Regions from separate parts of the Mus musculus genome. Here region 2 is linked to region 1. The links are chromatin contacts, called in public HiChIP or PLAC-seq maps. All regions are on one chromosome and are shown on one strand. Each heading gives the region's core, a stretch centred on a gene start, on an enhancer-like site or on the middle of the called end of the contact. The rest is flanking DNA. Distances are from core to core; before and after follow the strand shown.

What was found. HiChIP or PLAC-seq counts read pairs in DNA pulled down with a chosen protein or histone mark.
Region 2: an H3K4me3 HiChIP or PLAC-seq map of bone marrow-derived macrophages shows a contact between it and region 1, with 7 times the contacts expected there. The contact joins the promoter of Fan1 here to the enhancer-like site in region 1. A contact is called at or near these places in 6 of 39 promoter capture datasets (the 3T3-L1 cell line, the C10 cell line, the HPC-7 cell line and 3 more), 5 of 115 datasets of contacts at active chromatin or transcription factors (bone marrow-derived macrophages, double positive thymocytes, large pre-B cells and 1 more) and 3 of 9 other capture datasets (adipose tissue, liver and macrophages).

The regions. Positions count from the first base shown.
Region 1 is chr7:63,815,039-63,817,738 of GRCm38.p6, reverse strand. No RefSeq gene overlaps it. Among named protein-coding and RNA genes, the nearest start is that of Gm39023, 36 kb to the left of the region's middle. Within about 2 kb of position 1,283, at least 138 of the 459 cell types and tissues checked have an H3K27ac peak or open chromatin away from gene starts, as enhancers often do. A contact at or near this core is called in the HPC-7 cell line, adipose tissue, bone marrow-derived macrophages and 3 more, where this site is marked.
Region 2 is chr7:64,372,739-64,375,438 of GRCm38.p6, reverse strand. It overlaps Fan1 (FANCD2/FANCI-associated nuclease 1), which reads left to right and starts at 1,383. Exons shown (of 14, transcript NM_177893.4): 1 at 1,383-1,504; 2 at 1,685-2,700. The coding sequence starts at 1,936.

The DNA.
Region 1 (2,700 bases), core at 34-2,533:
CCCAGGCAGCCCCTAACAGTAAAGGCTCCATCTGCTCTCTATCTGTTCTTCTCTATGGGAGAGGTTGTTGGCTCTTCTGGGGTTTTGGCTGCCTTCCTCTACGTGGAGTCTGCTGGCCCTCAACTACATGTCAGACCTACCATATGCAGGCAAGACTGTGGGTGGAGATGTGGGGGAACTGGCTAATCTGATTGAAGGGGGGGAGTGGCCACTGCCTGGAAAAAAGATCACTCAGCACCCTCTGCCCTGGTGTTAGTGTCTACCAGGGTCCTGGACCAGCTCTAGGTGCTCAGCTCCTTGCTTCACAATGGTTGCTTCATCTCTGTTGGCATCTCTCAACATGCCTACCCTACAGATGTAGAACTGAAGCTCAGCAAGTTGAAGTGACTCAGTTGGACTCACATGGCTGGATACATAGTTGCCATTGGTTATGGTGTCAGATTAGAGGCAGTAAGAAAGAGGGACTTTCCATCTGGAGAGTCCAGAAAGTTGCTAAAGCTGACACCAGATAGGACGTGAGCAGAGGACAGGGAGGAAGGACAGAGTGCCAGTGTCCATGGCAGAGTGGGAAGTGCCCCAGTGTTCTTGCCTACCCTGCAACAAGAGCTTTAACAGAGGGGAAGCTTTGGACACAGAAGGGCAGGGGATGGAAGAGCTCAGAACTGGATCCTTCCTGTAAGCCCTCCCAGTCACAGACACAGAGAAGAAACTTCCAATCCAGGGAGGGTCCTGTTTGGAGAGACCCTGGAGCTCAGAGCTGGATCTGCTGAGACCTGGAGCTAGTTATGAGCAGAAACCAAAAACAGGTTTGCTGATGAGTCATCTCCGGGAGTACCCAGCAAGAGGCAGGGGGGAATGTCCTCTTCCCTGCCCACCAGGCAGGGCCTGGCCCTTCCTGCTCCCACCACAAGCAGCTTGTGCCTCTCTTGCTTGCTTCCAACTCCAAGACCATTGAGCAGAGCAGCCTGCTGGATGACTTCCTGCATGGGCACCCACCCTTGTTGCTGTGTCTAGACAGCAGCTGCTGCCCATGTTGGTGGAGGGTCCAGGAGCGACACAGCAGGGGGCTGGGGACTGGCTAGAGCTATGTCTGAAATCTTGTTCAAAACCACAGGCAGGGTGAACTGGTTGGAAAATATTCCTTCCTGGAGACATTGTAGCCCTGCCTCCTTGAATCAGCCAGCCACTTCCTTCCTGTGTGTATCTTATACATGCTAAGGGGGTGGGCTCAGCCCTGGTGTTTTTTTGTTTCAAGGTTTTTGTCTGTGGTAGTCCTTTGGTGTGTTGTAGGGCACAAGAATGGGGCTGCTGCTAAAGGGACTTTGTCACAGGGTTGTGGGAACAGCTTGGGCTAGTGTGTAAGGTGAAAGCTTTTGACTGTGAGAGTGAGGAAGAGCCCTGGCGTCACGTCTGGATCCTCGTATGAGGCAGTTTCATCACAGACAGGTCACAGGAGCTGGCTCTGATTATTTTACAGGTAACTAACTGCTTAAGAAGGCCAAACTGCTTAGGGCGTCAAAGGCAGAGAGGCTAGACTGACTTCCTGCCTCCCACGCCTGAGCCCTTCCGGCAGTCAGTTCATAGGCCCTTCAACACTGGCTCAGATCCTGCTCTTACTAAAAATCCTGCCAGCTTATTTCCTGAGAAGCCAGGGCGCTTTCGGTTTATTAACATTTTCTTTCTCTTGGAGTGAACAGGGCTGCTCAGCAGCGGACGCACCAGAAGTAATACAAGTTACCTGGAAAACCTATACACATATGTGCATATATAAACACACACACACACACACACACACACACACACACACACTACGTGTTATGGTCTACAAGATGATACAAGTTTCAAGAAAAATCTGTATTCAGCCTACAGGTGATGACTTTCCGTTGGCATGTGTGCACGTTTGTCTGTCCCTGTAGATGTCTGTACATACACATGCCAGTGGCCTGACAGGACTTTTTGACTAAGCCATAGTGTGAAATTGGTGTGTATTCAATAGAAACCATACACTGAATAGTGAGTTTGGACTTTTTCTCAGGCTAGTGGTATATACTACAATCCCTTTTCATGATGCTGGGCCCCGGCTTTGAGCTGACACATCTAAGAACTAGAGACCAGTAGAGGAAACAGTCAGTCATCGCTGTGCAGTGCGTGCGGCTACGCTGGAGGTAGACAATCAGCAGAATTTTTTGGCGGGGGGTATTTTTCAAGATAGGGTTTTTCTGTAGAGCCCTGGCTGTCCTGGAACTCACTTTGTAGACCAGGGTGGCCTCAAACTCCGAAATCCACCTGCCTCTGCCTCCCGACTGCTGGGATTAAAGGCATATGCCACCGTGCCCGGCGACAATCAACACATTAATTGTACTTCACACATTTTTCATGTATGGTGATTTTTGAGTGAGTGCGCACACGTGTGTGTGTGTGTGTGTGTGTGTGTGTGTGTGTGTGTGTGTGTACACTTGATATCATTAGCATGAGCCAACACCCATCCCACAGAATTACAGATTGTCTGACTGAAACACTCTCCTTTTTACTGACATTCATCCACTGAACCAGCACTCGGTTCTGATTGGGTCTCACACTGAGGTCTGGCAAATAAAACCACAAATTGCACTTGTGGGGTCTCAAAAGCACTGTGCTTGTGGGGTCTCAAGGGCCCCCAGCACTTAGTCCTGTGCACCTATGCTCCACCCAGTCAAACAC
Region 2 (2,700 bases), core at 134-2,633, 560 kb before region 1:
CCTATAGAAGTCTATGCCTCCTTTCCCCTCTAATATTCTTTCCTACCTAGCGTTAGGGAGGTGGAAGGGAGAAGGGTGGAATAAGAGATGGAACTGAGGTAAAGATATGAGAACCTAATGATGTAATACAACAAATACGCCAACATTTTCCCCTTTGTCCATTACGTTTTCTTCTTTCTTCAGTCCCATTTGCTCCGGCCCAAAGATGTATTTACTGTTACATGTAAGTACACTGTAGCTGTCTGCAGACACCCCCAGAAGAGGGCGTCAGATCTCCTAACAGATGGTTGTGAGCCACCATGTGGTTGCTGGGATTTGAACTCAGGACCTTCAGAAGAGCAGTCAGTGCTCTTAACCGCTGAGCCATCTCTTCAGTCCCAGCCATTATATTTTAACACATGAGTTTGGGGGCCATTCTCTGACTATGGCCCCACTAATAGGACATTTAAAAATCTCCCCAAGTTGGTGTTTGTTTCTGAGACAGAGTCACACTATGCAGCCACAAGAAGCCTTGTAGACCAGGCTGCCCTCCATCTCAGATCCGCCTGCTCCTGCCTCCCAAGTGCTGGCATTAAAGGTGTGTATCACCACGCCCAAAAACATCCTAAATTTTATTCAAAATAGGATTTATCTTTTTCCTCTGAATAAATACTTTTGAGTAATTATCTCATCTCCCCACACTTTAAGGTGTTAGTTTTAGCAGTGATTTAACTATTACATAGTTTGTATTTTTGTGGAAATTTTAACAATTTGCTATACCAGGCTCTTGTATGTGCACATAGTTAGGAACTACATTTTAAGTCTAATCGGACTAGTTTTACCTTTAAAGTATATTAATCATGACCATTTCCTGTCATTATTGACCTGATTTATTTGGTTTTTCTATTTATTTTCTCTCTGTTCATCTAACTTTCTCTGGTCCTTCTTTCATGTCAAGTCAAACTAATCATAAAATATTTATCATGATTAGCGTATCATAGCGTTTCATTAATTTTTAGTTGTGTTAGGAATGCTGGGTGAGATGACGGCATGGCTTTAATCCCAGGACTCTGGAGGCACAGGCAGGATGATCTCTGAGTTAGAGGTGATCCTGGTCTACAGAGTGAGTCTGTAGGTCTACAGAGAAACCTTTACTCAAAAAACAAAACAAAAAGGGATTACCACCACAACGGTTAATGTTCTGCTACCTTAGTGTAAAGCTCTTGAGGTAGTAGAGTACAATCATGTCACAGTTTCCTCAGTCTACACACTCCATTTCTCTTTTGGTCCGCCTTCTGCTCGATCACTCTGTCCTCCACTAGCTGAGCCTTGGAGCGAAGACGCGGGGATCGGCTGGGGATGCCTGTAGCGCCTTGCTCTGGCTGGTCCGGGCTGCGCAGAGCGACTGCCCGCCTTGTGGCCCTTTGAGAGCGACTCAGCCTGTTCCGCTGCAGTGAGTTCAGGGGAGTCTGAGCGAGTCAGCGTCCTCTTTTTAAGACAAACGGTTCTTAGAAAGGCCCTGAAAGTAAGTGCAGCTTGGTCCTTCCGAAGCGAGGGACACAGAGCATGCGCGGAGCTGCAGGTCCGCTCCGATCTGTATCCACTTCAGGGTTCTCGTTCCAGAAGTTGCCATTCTACGTTTCAGTTGTCGGCCGACCCCGTAAATGTATAAAAATATTTTTAACTCATGTATTTTATTTTGTAGGAAGAAGTTGAACGAATAACGACATCAAATGCTATTTCACTTTGTATTAGTTCACGGCGAGAGTAAAAGTAACCCTTTAGGGTCCTTCACCTGGGGTGGCCGCTGTATTAACTGATGAGGAGGTAGCAGGGACCCTTTTTTTTTGTTGTTGTTTTTACTAATTCAAGCCAAGTGAATGAAAGTAAAACATTTCGGTCCTTACCTGAGATGACCTGATTTTCTTCTTGGGTCGCCCACTTTCTCTAATAGTCATGCCGTCACAAAGGAAATCACCTGATCAAAAAAGACCCCGTAGAAGCTTATCTACCAGCAAAACTGCAAAAAGCCAGTGTCATTCGATTACTTCGTATTTTAACAGTGCACCACCTGCTAAACTTGCATGTTCAACTTGTCATAAAATGGTGCCCAGGTATGACCTCATTCGGCACCTTGATGAGTCTTGTGCTAACAACGGTGTTGGTGATGACGTTCAAGTAGAGCCTGCTCAGGCTGGATTAATGAGTCCAACTGTGCCTACATCAGATTTACCCAGTGGTCCTTTAGAGAATGTGACACCTCAGAAATTATCACCACCAAAGAGAAGTTTAATTTCTGTCCAATGTGGTTCAAAACTGGGCATACAACAGCAGACCAGTCCCTACTTTAAAGATGCCTTAGTGTCCAAAGATCAAAATGAGCTTCCAAATCAGAGTGTAGAAATTATGCCTTTGGGAAGTCTGACATCGAAATTGTCCAGACGATACTTAAACGCTAAAAAATCACTCGCTAAGAATGAGGGACTAGCCAGTCAGTGCCCACAGACTTCTCCGTCCACACCTGGCACCAGCCTGACTGATAACTGTCCAGAGATGGAAGACAAAGATGAGGTTTTGAACAGTTCCCAAAAGGAAAACATTTATTCATGTGCACCTCTAAAAGAAGAGAATGCTTCAGAACAGAAGGTAAAGAACAATAAAATAACGGGAGATGAAAGCCAGAAAGCTTCCTGCGGGGAGCCAGCCCTCACCCCTGCATCT